2 separate regions of the Mus musculus genome follow, and region 1 is linked to region 2. A link is a contact called in public HiChIP or PLAC-seq data. All regions are on one chromosome and are shown on one strand. The core of a region is the stretch at or near the end of the contact, and the rest is flanking DNA. Distances in the headings are between cores, read along the strand shown. Region 1 overlaps Zmat4 (zinc finger, matrin type 4). Region 2 overlaps Zmat4 (zinc finger, matrin type 4).

Region 1 (6,885 bases), core at 1,653-4,152, 200 kb before region 2:
AAAGTCACATCTAGTCAAAGATAAGTGTCTGCAGAGTGCTCAGCTATAAACAAACAGGAGATCTATCACATACCCTTCCCCAAAGCTCAGGGGCCATCATGGAAGTGGGTATGACTATTTTAAGTGGGTGTGCAGGGCAAGAGAGAATGCAACAGTGTCTTCTGGACATGGCAGGACTGATGTATTCATGAGCTTACAGCAGCTGTGGCTCTCTGGACTTTCATTATGTCAGCAAGTATTCTAGAAGGCAGAGGAAAGGGAAGTAGCCAGGCCCCAGTCTTAACTAAAAAGTCCCTGGCAGTGGATGACCTCAGCATCAAATGAAAGAAGAGACAAATCTCTTTAAGGGTGTAGTCCTGGGAGCTTGGAGCTGACCCATACACCTATAGCTGGCCCCACACTCTGGAGTAAATGGGCAATACTAATTAGAATAAAAGGGGGGTGTGGAGAGCCATGCTGCGAGCAATCTCGAGTAGCGAGCAATCGCCATTATAAGATGGCGCTGGCTTCCACTATGCCTAACTAGTAAACAAGCCTTATGCGCAAGTGCAAGAGTAAATTCACGCCCAGTCACTGCCCATCTCGGGGCGTAGTAGTGGGGTGATGGGCAAGCAACAAATCAGGAGCTGACACGCCATATCAGGTGCTGAAACGCCATGGCTGAGGGCTATATAAGCAACTCCATTTTCTGGGGTCGGGGTCTTCCCTCCTGAAGAAGCAATAAAAGCTTTTGCCGCAGAAGATTCCGGGTGTCCCGAGTGTGTTCTTGCCGGCGGGGACAAAAGCTCGGGATAGGGGGTAATTATAGGAAGAGTTAAGAGAGTATGATCAAAAGACATTGTATGAAATTCTTAGAGAACTAATATTATTTTCAAAAGCAAACATCATATTTAGAAATATTTGTTGAAGAGACTGTCTAAATCTGAAGAATAGGCCAGCTACTTTAGCATAACCCTCTCCACTGTCAGCCTCCTGGTTAGCATGACACAGCTCTAGTTATCGTCTGCGGCAAGACAATGTAGACCCCCTCGATATTAGCACCCCATCAGGGGACACAGGGAGAGAGAGCCAGCCTTTATCATGTCCCACTTAATTCCAGGTTGTGGGATTGAAATGTCTGGCAACACAAGTGAGTGGTCAAGAGCTCTCTTTCTTAACACACTCTCAATGAAGGCGAGACACTCCATGCTAGGTACACTATGCCATGGAAAAAGAGCCCTGGCTGACCTTATCCCAGCTCTCACACAGGCCCGACAAACAGGAAAGCAATGCAGATCGTGCTTGCTCAGCCATAGCAAGCCCGTTGCTCTGAGAACAGCAGGCAGCTTTCTCTGTTCTCAGCTTGATCAGTGGTTCAGGGCTCCTTCTGTGAACAGAAAGATGGACGTGCACAAGAAATGATTATTCCTAAACTGTCCCCAGGGAACCTAGCTTTGTTTTGTTTGATATAGAGTATGGGAAGCTATGGGGTTTAAGGATGCTTGCTTGCTTGCTTTTTTGTTTGTTTGTTTTCTGTTTTGTTTTGTTTTGTTTTGTTTTGTTTTGTTTTTCAGGACAGGGTTTCTCTGTGTACCCCCGGCTGTCCTGGAACTCACTCCCTAGACCAGGCCAACCTAGAACTCACCAAGATCCACCTGCCTTTGCCTCCCAAGTACTGGGATTAAAGGTGTGTCCTACGACTGTCTGGCTTGAGGATGTTTTCAAAAACAAGTGGGAGCATTGGTGGTGAGGGGGTAAGAGAAAGCTGGTGTTGCTGTGCAGCAAGAAGCTACCCCACAGGGGTATAGGTATTTCACAGGAACCAGAGAAGAGACAACTAAAGGGCTTCCTGAAGTCAAACGCTATGACTCTGCAAAGACCTTTAAGCCAAGACACAGAGGAAAGCAATAAGTTTGTTATGCAACAACGCAGTCTAAACACTGGGGGTGTTTCCAGGTTCGACAAGGAGTTTAAAGGAGGCCGGAGTAAGAGATGGTTGAAGACTGTTGTCTAAACTGTCACCATTTTCTTCTGTACCTTGGAGCAAGGCTAGATAGAGGTGACTACACACCCAGAAGCAGATGGTACCGATCTGGCCAGGACACTGACAAGTGAATAGGAAGATAACAGCAAAAACAGTGCCAGGAGGGGGTGTCAGTTCCCAGCATTGTTAGAATACATACTCTAAAATCAAGGCATTCAGTAACAAAACCAGAAGCTATTGGAAACCAGATAAACAGAATGTAACAAAAACAGGTAAACTCTAACCCATATGTGGGGGGCGGGGGGAGGGGGGGAGGCAGTTCAGACAATAAACAAAGACTTTAAAGCAGCAATTCTCAATCTCCCTGATGCTGGGACTCATGTTGTGGTGACCCCAACCATAAAATGATCTCACAGCTATTTCATAGCTGTAACTTTGTTTCATTATGAAGAGCAATGCAAAGATCTGCTATGTAACCTCCCCCATGACCCACAGGTTCAGAGCTGCTGCTTTAAAGCGACTTCAAAGACTTCAAGAAATTAAGCCCATTTTCACAGACAGAAAGGGCCACACCTAAAGGAGGAAAGCGTAAAGCAAGGTCTTGTCAAGCAGAATCTCGACTCAGAAGTATAAACTGTAAGGAGCCAGAAAAGAGTCTCTGCGTATAGGAAGCGTGGAAGCCAACATTCAGAGGTCACAAAAGGGACTCAGCAGTAGACTTCAGTTGGAATCAGAATGTCAGAAGGAAGAAAGAGGCAGAAGAGCGAAAGAGAACAGTCATTGAGGATGTCCCAAACATAAAAAATAGAAAACACAGTGGAAGCTTATCATAGCACGGAAAAGCCTCAGAAAAAAATACACCAAGCAGATCACAATAGAACTGTTGGGAAGTGAAACCAAAGAGCCGTGTTTGCAAGCTGCAGGAAATAATGTACCATGCACAAAGAAACCACAGCAAAGGTAAGAGATTATGCAAAAACAACGGAGCCCAGACGCCTGCGTTTTCAGGACACACTGAAAGTTCAGAGAAGGAATATCCGCTAAGAGCACCCACCTTACAGTACGAAAGGAAAACCTTCAGGGTGGGGGCCAGTGACCAAAGCAATACTTCAAATCCTTACAAGTAAGCAAGAGCACAGGTAAGGTTAATTATGACATCGTAAAAGACAGTTCAATGCACATGTTCCTTTCTTCTCTTAACTAATATATGTGGCTGTGAGTATATATATATATATATATATTTATTGTATATAAATAATTCCACACTGAGTCCATGACATAGAGACATGTATTGTACAATAACAGCTCAAAGGAGCAAAGGAGACAAGCAGTACCAAGCTGGACTGGACTGGAACGTGACACCACATCTAATTTGAAATCCATAAGAACAATGAAGAGAAACAGAGTGACCGAGAAGAGTGATAAAACAAACACAAAACTATATAATCACTGCCCATTTATTTTCTTAGATTAACAGATATAACTGATCATTACAACTGCATTGCTGAATATATAACCTGTAAATGATATGTCTCACAGTAGCAGTCAGGAAAGGAGAAGAAGTACTGCACATGTTTGTATTTGCCTAAAATCCAAAGTTGCACAAACCTGGCTCTAATGAATTGAGCTGTATATGGTTAGCTCTGTACTAGAGCAATCACTAAAGAAATAACTCAATTTAACAACAGGGAAACTAAAATTTTATGGTCTAGGACGTCACTAGAACAAACAAGTACAGAAAAAAAAAATGAGAGTCCAGATAGAGCATTGATACAGGCAAGTATGAACAGACTGTGTAAGCTTGCTACAGTCTGTTCCTGTGTGGTTGTTATTGCCACAGTGTGCTTTCTCTTGATGTGATGGAACACTGACCAAAAGCAACATGGGACAACAAGGGTTAGTTTTGTCTTATACTCCAGATAAAATTCCATCACTAAAGGAAGTTGGAACAGAAAATCAAGGAAGAAACCTGGAGGCAGGAACTACAACAGAGGACACAGAGGAGCTCTGCTTTCTGGCTTGCTCCCCATGGCTCACTCATTATTTTTTCTTATACAACCCAGCACCATTTGCTAAGGGGTAGCACTGCCCAAAGTGGGCTGGACCTACCTATCTCAATCACTCATCAAGAAAATTCCCCACAGACTTCCCTACAGGCCGATCTTAAGGAGACATTTTCTCAATTGAGGTTTCCTCATCCCATGAATCTAGCTTGTGCCAAGTTGAAAAAAAAAAAAAAAAACCTAACCCAAATACAAAGATTTTTGGATTTGTTGAAAGGAAACATATGTTAGAATAGAAAATACAAACAGCTAAAAACAAAGGCAGGAAGATGTCAGACAAATGGCATAAGAAAGCTGTGGCGACCGTACAATACCAGAAAATAATAAAATTTAAGACTAAAATTATCACTCATCATTGACATGTTTATTATATAAAATATGAAACCATTAGGAAAATGCAACGCTTGATAGCAGTGGAAAGAGAAACAGACAATTCTTTAGGCATCTCTTAAGTCTGGTTGGTTTGTCTTCCCTTTACTTTTTTCTTATTAATCTTCCTAGTCGTTCAATCCCTCATTGTATATATGACTATTATTGTTGAAAATTATAAAAAAAAAACAGGTAAAGGATCTACATCAAAGATATACAAATGGCTGAAACCACAGTCTTGTTTATGTGCATTTAGTTTTCCAAAGTTTTAATTGCCACAATCTTCTGTAATCTTAAAATAATGAGTGTAAAAGGAAGAAATCATCCTTCTAAATCAAATGCCATTGTGAGAAGTGTGTGACACTTCACACCGTCCCCTGCATCATGCCTAGGGATGTGTCATCCGCCTCTCAAGCGCGTATGTCAGCACTTTCTATATATTAATTACTCATTCCTCATTGAAGTGTCTTCTCAGTTGCCAACTGTCACTGTATCACAGCGCTTGCTCACGTGCCTTATTTCACAGCACAGTGTGTGCAAACTGTAAGAGCAATTGTGCTAGCTAAGGGGCAGCCACATGGTCCTTCCTTCCTGGGAAAGGTCATTAGTATGGGAAGAGCATTCGAGACCATCTTGTAGAATGTCTATTTTTGGGTAGGCAGTCACGTGATACTTCCTCCATATAAAGTCACAGTGTGATAAGAGCTTCTGAAACCATCTCGGGGGATTTCTAGTATTATATTTTATAACTGCTTTCATATCATTTGAGATATATCATGATTAATTTATAAATAAAAGGTAGCCACAGTTATAAAGGGAAATACCAGAGCAAATGTAGAGTTTGTAAGATCCAGGATTTTAGATATCTACCAGGTATCTTCCAAAGTGTCCCTGAGGAACTACAATGAACACATGTAGATGATCAACATCAGATAGGTATATCTATATCTATATATACTTTTATATAAATTGAAAATAAGAAAATTAAACCACAATCAAATACCACAGTGTAACCCCTCAGATGTCGAAACTCAAAGAAGTGGATGGTAATAAGCCTTGGCAAGGATGTGGAGAAACTGGTAAGGTAAAAGTTTGGGCACTTTGCAAAACGATCCAATAGTGGCTCAAGTTTAAACATTGACTGTCGGGAGCATAAAGCTCTGTATACACCCTGTACATCTTTGCAAAGATTCATCAAAAAGCTTATATTAGAACTAAATGTGACCCAGGTATACTAGGTCAGCTACCTAAAGGCTGTGTCCTAAATGTCCTCCTACGGAGACACCTTTGCCCCCATGCTCACGACTGCTCTGTTTGGGAGAACTAGGAAATGGATCAGCCTGTGTATCCTTCTGATGAAGAGCAGATAGTGAAAAGGTGGTGTAAATACAAGATTCCATTTTTATTCAATTCCCAAGAGACTGAAAATGTGAAATCTGCATGAAAATGGCTAGAACTGGGGACTATACTACTGAGTGAGATGAGCCAGGCCCCACAAATGCCTTACATCATGCAGACTGTGGCCTCAGATTCCCAGATCTCTGAATCTAACTTGGAGGGCTTGTAAGTGACTAATAAACAAGAAAGGAGCCATTGGCTGGAAGTGGGCTGCTTATTGGCGAAGGAATAGTAGACACATGTGATAAGAAAGTAGAGGCGGGGATCCTGGAATAATTATGTTTAAGTGGAGATTGGGGTTGGCCAGTATTTCTTCACCTTCTCCACCTGAGAGTTATAGCACCCTTGGGAGTCACACATCAGATATCCTGCATATCAGATATTTACATTGCAATTTGTAACCATAGCAGAATAACACTAACGAAATAGTAACTAAATAATTTTATGGGTCGCAACATGAGGAACTGTATTAAAGGGTCGCTGCATTAGGAAGGTTGTGAACCACTGAACTAGAGGAACAGAGAAGTGTAAGAGGAAGGGCAGTGGTTAATAAAACCTAAAGCTGTGTGAATATAACAGGTGAACATATATTATTTTGTAATGTAGTTAAAATTTTTAACTGAGGTACCCTCCTCGGGTGGGTATTACCGCTCCCAGAAGCCATAGCTTATAAATGAAAATCTCAGAGCTAAATGTTGGTTATGCATTTATGAATTGGCCAGGAATGCCACAGAGTTCCTCAAAACAGTGTAGGCTATAGGAATGGCTCGTGGCTGCCCACACGTCCTAGATGATGGGATGCTGTTACCGCAGACACTTCCCACTGAGAAGATAAGACTTGGGAAGAAGCAGCTAGAATATAACTAGAAGTTTCCTCACTGTCAGTTAGCTCTATGCCAGAAGGTGCTACATTCCTACAGATCTGGGAATCCTGCAAATTATGATAACCATCTAACAGGCAAGATGCATGCACTAGTACAATAGTACCATGACACTTACAGAGGCAACAACCACTTTCCTGATTGGATTTTAGGCTGTTCCACAAGAGGGATTCATGCCCAGTATCAAAAGACCCATAGTTAGAGAGTCCTA
Region 2 (7,310 bases), core at 4,234-6,733:
AGATTCTCTTCCATGACATCCAAGGACTCCATCTTGATTTACCTCGGTTTGCTTAACAATTTTAGAACTGGCCCAGGGTTTATTGATAAGTCTGTCCTGCTAGGTCACTGATAGCTGGAGTGACCTCTGCGTCTAAGAGTTCACCTTCGCCTGCGTTGTTGAGTCTGCTTAAAGCAGCCTTCCCATGCCATCCTCTGATATGCCGGTAAACCAAACTTTCCTCTGCAAAGCTCTTCCAGGTCCTTCTGGGTGACCTTACCCAACGATATTATCACTGGTTTTGCACTTGATTTTTGCCATTAACTAAGTACTGAAGGCAGGACCCAGATGCTGGTCACTGTAGATTCCCCGGCACATTAAGTGACAGTAGTAGGTGTTCCATGACTTCCCACTGACTGAAGTGTCTCTTCCTTTGGTGGCACAGACAACGGCAGATGCGTTGTTAACCAAGTCACTCATGAGAAAAACCCCACAAGGAATATTTAACTAAGCTCCCCTTGCTTCAACCTAAGTGTGCTTTTGGCTCAATCCTCCCCTACGAAAAATGGCATTTTTTTCCCCATCCTATGAAAAAACAGAACACCTCCCTCACCTTGACTTCGACTCTTCCCAGAACCCAAAAGGAAGATTCGGCTTTTAACAGTACTCACACTCTGTCGGCGCACTAATTAACACCGATTAATCATCTTCATTAGGTGTGATAATGACTGTGAGAGAAAAGATTAGAAAAAAGGTTTTGCCCTCCAAATGTGCCATGCCTATATCAAGGGTTACGGTAACTCGACGTGCCTATATCAAGGGTTATGGTAGCTCTTGGGGTTAAGCCACCTGAGATCAGTTCCTCATCTCATCAGCTCTACCGGTGAGCTGTCACTGAAACCGGAGATGGCGTCCAAAAAGGCAAATGTTCCAACTGGGGAAGCCACTTGTCTAGGAAACTTGATCTAAACAATCGTGATGAAATTAGTTGACACCCTCCCTAGCTGTGAGCGCTTTAACCATGCAGCCCTTGCGATACAATGTATCATCCCTCTGCAAGAAGGCTGGCAAGCTAAACCACAGCAGCCTCCAGTCAGACACAGATGTCCCCCCTCTGCAGCATTCTCCCTACCCCTGGATGGTTAAGTCTCTCCTTCCCCGAGACTAGTCCCCAAACCTAGTCCTTCTCAATGCCTTGTCTTCACTCCATGTCACAATTGTTCACTCAAAATACACTCACTGTGTACTGAAGCCGGAATCTTCCTCCACCCTCTGGTTCCTGCCTGGACTGGTCTCCTGCCTCCACCCCACGCCATCAGAAAACATCAGAAAAATTCTTCTAAAGGTACAAAGCTTCGCACCTCACCTCTGCCCCAAACCCCACAGCAGCTTCTTATGGAAATGGCCTCTAAGACTCCATGACTGTCCTCGATCCCTTTACTCCCCCGTTACTTCTTTGGGGTTTTTTTTGGGGGGGGGTTGTTTTTTGTTTTTGTTTGTTTGTTTGTTTTTGTTTTTGTTTTTTTTTTGAGACAGGGTTTCTCTGTATAGCTCTGGCTGTCCTGGAACTCACTTTGTAGACCAGGCTGGCCTCAAACTCAGAAATCCACCTGCCTCTGCCTCCCAAGTGCTGGGATTAAAGGCGTGTGCCACCACTGCCCGGCTTTTCCTGTTACTTCTAACCACCACTAATCACCCCTGCTGGCTCTTGCCTGTGGACACGTCCACCTCCAGGCCTTTCATGCCTATCTTCTTCAGGGTGCCAATTAAGAAACAACCTTTGTCTTCGTTTCTTTTTCCAATGCTGCGATAAAATACACTTACTAAAGCAACTTAAAATAGGTTTACTCACCTCAGAATTTCATGGTAGGGAAATCACAGCAATAGGAACTTGGGAGAAGTTACATTATATCCACAGTCAAAAAAAAAAAAAAAAAGAAAAAAAAGAAATCAATACCTACTCAGCTTGTTCGTTCTCTCTCTCCCTCCCCACTCCCTCTCTCTCTAAGTTATTTTTATTTTATGCATATAGGAATTTTGCTACATCTGTGCCTGTACATGGTGTGAGTGCTTGGTGCCTACAGAGACCAGAGAGGGCATCTCAGATCCCCTAGAACTAGAGTTAGAGACTGTTGAGAGCCACCGTGTGGGTGCTGGGAATCAAACCTGGGTCTTCTGGAAAAGCAGCCAGTGTGCTTTACCTCTGCACTTTGTATATACTTTAGAATCTCCTTCCTGGGAAAGGGTCTTTCTCTAGGACCCTTTGTAGACCATAGTGGGAGGGTCTCCCCCCACCCCCGTGAATGTAACCCTCCCCAAGACATGTCTACAGGCCAACATAACATGAACAAACTTCGGATGCTACTTACTCCCCAGGTGACTCTGGATTATATCAAGTTGTCAGTGAAAGCCAATCATTACAACTCTCTTTACCACGGCAACCCCATTGCTGCTCCTTTATCTCTGCACTCCCCAATCCAGCCCCCAGATCTACGATTTACTTATGTGTTATCTTTATTATTTAATACCTGGGTTTTATTTTCCAGCTAAAATATAAGTTCAATGAGATCAAAAGTCTTTGAATGGTTCATCGCTTATCCAGGGCACCAGGAGTGATGCCTGGGACATAGCAGTAGATACCTTACTAATCTTACATTAGTGAGTCCCAGGAACGGGTGAAGAGTTCACACAACTGATGATGGCATCTGTTGGGAGCAGGGACGACGGGAGGCTGCAGAGTGTTCGGTGTGTAGTGTGAACTGAGCCTTGAAGGGTGGAGAGTATAGGAACCTGCAGAGTTATTGAGGGGTGTTTAGGAACAGGGCAGCGGCGTGTCTTGGCTACAGAAGTCCTATAGAGGGTAGTAGGATGGATTTGTGAGGGACAAGGTGCACTGGCTGCAAGCAAGGAGGCAGCAGTGAAGTGGGGTGCATATGTCACCTTTGATCACAGCCTGAAGGACTAGGGGAAATTTTCTGCAGCCTGCAGTTGCTAGAGCTGTAGTAGTGAGCTAAAGGTCTTAGGGTAGGTTCAGGCATTTCTGGTCTATAAAGATAGAAACAAGGACTATTCTGCAAGACATAACCAACATTCATATGCCAAGCCAGCCAAGAGGGCCTGGCTATCCCTCGCACTAAAGCCTGCAGAGGGTCCTTGAATCAAGGGTAAATCCATGTTCCTTCCCTAGCTCTTATACCCTAAACACTAATACTGCCCGGCTCAATTCTTCCTCTGAAATTGAACATCCTCTACCTGCCATCTCCAGTCCCCAGGACCCCAGCTCTGCAGCCATTCCTTCTGCCTCGCCATTAGAATGGCATTTAATGCCTATGCAGAGTCACTGAGCACCTTGGGCCCTCTGGTGGCTTCTGCTCAGTTTGAGCATTAGCAAGTGTTCTGTGCCAGATGCCTTTTCAAGGACAGAGTCCAGAGGACCCAGCGCCACATCCTTCATAATGACACCAGCCCCTTCCTGTAGCTGAGGTACCACCCCTGGGCACTGTGGAAAGTTCAATTAGAGGCTCTCCTGAAGATGGTGGGCAGGTAGGGAAGCAGCAAGCCCAGGAGAAAGTGATTTCAGTTGTTTTTATTTTCTAACAAACAGACAGAATGCACCCTGGCATGCCCCCGTAGGAGCATGCAATCAAGCATTCATCATTGACGATGACCCCCCCTCTAGCAGGCAGCTGACTCAATGCATCTCTTCCTCCTGATTCCCCTTCACTCTCCTCCCGGGTCAAAGTTACAAAAGGCTACTTGAATTTTGAAATATATTCCTTTGTGCCCTTCCTGGGCAGCTAAACAAGGTGAGCTTAAACACAAGGTACCAATGCCTCTATTTTTTGCAGATGTGTTTTGACTACCGGGACTAGTTGGTAGTGGTTGTCTCTGTCAGTGGCCCAAGGCCTTCCCTGGTAGCTTTGGGGCCTGAGCAGCCTGGAAAGGTGAGGTTCCTCCTGATAAATAAGCCAGAAAAGGTCTGGATGGGTGTGTTCATGAGTTTATAGTAGGAAGAAACCTGCTTCCCCGTGGTCTCATTTTCCTACTAGAGACCCTGCCATAGAAGGTAGTGTTCTGCCATGTGGTTGATAGGGGTCAGGACCTTCGGAAGAGCAGGCAGTGCTCTTAACAGCGGAGCCATCTCTCCAGCTCCCTGCAGGTGGTGTTCTTTAGCCTCAAGAAGATGTGGTATGGCAGCCTATCTTTTACAGACAGCATTTGTTCATGCCTCACTTAGGAATTGACCATTATAGGCCTGTCTCCCCCAATAAAGCCTAAAGAAAGGAAAGAATATCCAGGGATAAAGGTGAATTTTTACCTTCTGTCCCTGTCCTTCAAATGTTCTCTCTATGGGGGGAGGGGTGTCTCAAAGTTTTTCCTGAGAAAATACAATTGACCATGTCCCCAAGTCCCTGACCAAACCTGTCTCCTCGAGCCCACATAAAAGTCTTGGATCATTTTGAAGGTATCCCTGAGTTTAAACCTGCCAGCTTTACTGGGAAAGAAGGAGACCAAGAAGCATGCAAGCTTGTTCAAGATGGAGAAGATGTTGAAGGAAGAAACAGTTGATGAGTATGTGTCTGAAAAGAATAAACACAACTTGGACTCCAGTCGTAGTGTTAGTGTTAATTGCCAATGTGACACAGTCTAGAGCGGTGGTTCACAACCTGTGGGGAGTTGAACCCTCCTCTCACAGGGGTCGCCTATCAGGTATCCTGCATATTCAATATTTATATTACCATTCATAACAGTAACAGAAGTACAGTTATACAGTAGCAACAAAACTAATTTTCTGGCTGGGGGCCACCACAACATGAGGAACTGTATTACAAGGGTCTCGGCATTAGAATGGTTGAGAAGTACTGCTCTAGATGGAGCTGGGCAGTGAGCCTCAGAGTGAGGCTAGGTCATGTGGACACATCTGTTAGGCACTGTTTTGGCCCTATTAACTGATGTGGGAAAACTCAGGCTGAAGCTGAGCAGCCCCGTTGTGCAGCTGGGACTGTGTAAGAGCAGAGAAAGCTGCCTGAACTTAAGGATGGAAGCCTTTGGGGCTGGAGAGATGGCTCAGCGGTTAAGAGTGGTTAAGGCCATGCTTCCAGAGGTCCTGAGTTCAATTCCCAGCAACACCATGGTGGCTCATAACCATCTGTAATGGGATCTGATGCCCACTGGTGTATCTGAAGAGAGCAATGAAATAAATAAATGAATCTTTAAAAAAAAAAAAGGATACAATCTTTATTTCTCTCTGCTGTTGTGCTGTTGACTGGCTATGACTTGTTGCTTCAAGTCCCTGCCCCCTTCACTTCCTGGAAACCATAGAGCATGAGCAGGAACATCACCGGGAAGCCCTTTCTCCCCTAAGTCACCTTTTGTCACAGTATCTTATCATGGCGGTAGAAACAAAACCGGGACATTCGTGTTTGCTGCCGACCAGGTAAAGAGAAATAAATGAGTGGCATGTCTGCAGAAACCGGATGTCAGCTGCAGTTCCCACAGATGAGAAAATACTAAAGGTCACCCAGGGGACTGCCAAGAAAGGAAGGAAGCACAAGAGGAAACGTGTGTGTGTGTGTGTGTGTGTGTGTGTGTGTGTGTGTGTGTGTGTGTGTGTGTGACTATCTATGTCTGTATGTGTATGCATGTGTTTGTGTACATGCATGCATGTGTGTCTGTGTATATGTCTATGTGTTTCTGTATGTGCGCGTGTGTCTGTGTGGGTGACTGTACACATGTGTTTCCTGAGCCATGTGTAAAGGAGAGAAATCCTGCAGGCAGCTGGGTCTATGCTGTGAGCCAGAGGGCAGCTGAGCCCTGTTTTCTGCAGGCAGTACAAATTCTGCCCACAGTTCTTAGAGATGTCACAAGTTAGAGTGATGGAGGAGGCCACTTGTCCACACTCCTGGGCATCCACATCAAGTCTGGACAGGATCTCTGGCAAGTCTTGCTTCACATGAGGAAGGAGAGGTAGTTGACTACACTGAGTAAGAAGAGCTATGAATCAGAGGGAGGCTGATCTACAGAGGGAAAGATGTAAGCATGGTGTTTTGCAAGGTAGAAGAAGCCAAGTGTAAAAACAGTAAGCTTTCTTAATGAAAACAACACAACCCTCAAATCAATGAGGATAAGAGCTGGTTTATTCTGGAGCCAAATATGCCCCAGAAACACAGACTTGGGTTACCCTAAATTCCATGTTCTATCACGGTCATAGTTCTATGAAGGTCTTACAGTAATGGGAAAAATCTTAAATCGAGACCCTTTCGATTGCCTTGGTGGAAATACCATGTTAACCCAAAGCAGGGAAGCACCCACCATTGGCTTCAGATGCTGATGATAACACTCTAATCCAATGGCTGGCAGATACTAGGGATCTGTGTAGTTAATGCATTCCAAAGTGGTTTACCTGTCAGTCACAAGGATGTTGGTCAGGCACAGATTGGGACAAGGAATGGCTATTAAAGAAACTGAAGATATCTATCATTAATCATAGTTAGTCTCTGAACCCACAACATTCCTTCCTCTCTGCCTCACTGAAGCTCTTAAGCAGTATCAGCCTTGTGGAAGGCTCAGTACAAGGTGCGGTTCTTTCTAGGAACTTTTGCTCACAGTTCCCATTGGAAGAAGAGGTGGTTGACGATGGTTAGGAGCAACAGATTGGCAAAATTAAATCACAGAAACCTATTCCTTACCAAAGAGAGAAAAGACCATGAAACAATCAGGGATCGTTTGAGGAAGGTCCGGCCTAGAGATGTGACATGACCTAAGGTCATGTCAGACATGGAGTGTGTCTCTATGGGAAGCACCATACTGCAGCTCTGTAACCATGTCCTTCTGCAAAGCTAAATCGGGGCAGAGGTGTTACGCTAAGATGAGGAAGATCTCAGGGTGACCAACAATCCAGTATGACTGGGCTCCTTTAAAATGGGGCATGCAGAAACAGGTAGAGAAGATGTGGAGGGGCGCAAGTAGGGAGAAAGATGGCTCTGGGGTTAACAGCCCTGACCTTGCTGCCCTTCCAGAGTTCTGTTTACAATATCCATGTTGAGCAGTTCACAACTGACTAGAACTCCACCTTCAGGGGATCTGATGTCCCCTATTGGCTTCCCCTGGCACACAGGTATTTGTGTGTGCACATAATACACATAAATATGTGTGTGTATGGCAAATATATTTTATATTATATAATATATTATATGTGTGTGTGTGTGTGTGTGTGTGTGTGTGTGTGTGTGTGTGTGTGTATAACTTTAAAGACACACCAGGAGAGGGTTCCCCTTGCAGCCTTCAGGAGGAACTTAGACTGCCAATACCATATATTGGGTTTCCGGCCT

The links. HiChIP or PLAC-seq counts read pairs in DNA pulled down with a chosen protein or histone mark.
Region 1: a contact with region 2 is called in a RAD21 HiChIP or PLAC-seq map of pro-B cells, with 6 times the contacts expected there. The contact joins two enhancer-like sites. A contact is called at or near these places in 1 of 15 datasets of contacts at CTCF or cohesin (pro-B cells) and 2 of 115 datasets of contacts at active chromatin or transcription factors (VIP interneurons and large pre-B cells).

The regions. Positions count from the first base shown.
Region 1 is chr8:23,882,733-23,889,617 of GRCm38.p6, reverse strand. All of the region lies in intron 3 of Zmat4 (zinc finger, matrin type 4), which reads right to left. Among named protein-coding and RNA genes, the nearest start is that of Gm51564, 160 kb to the left of the region's middle. Within about 2 kb of position 2,902, at least 16 of the 459 cell types and tissues checked have an H3K27ac peak or open chromatin away from gene starts, as enhancers often do. A contact at or near this core is called in pro-B cells, where this site is marked.
Region 2 is chr8:23,688,859-23,696,168 of GRCm38.p6, reverse strand. All of the region lies in intron 1 of Zmat4 (zinc finger, matrin type 4), which reads right to left. Among named protein-coding and RNA genes, the nearest start is that of Zmat4, 23 kb to the right of the region's middle. Within about 2 kb of position 5,483, at least 4 of the 459 cell types and tissues checked have an H3K27ac peak or open chromatin away from gene starts, as enhancers often do. A contact at or near this core is called in pro-B cells, where this site is marked.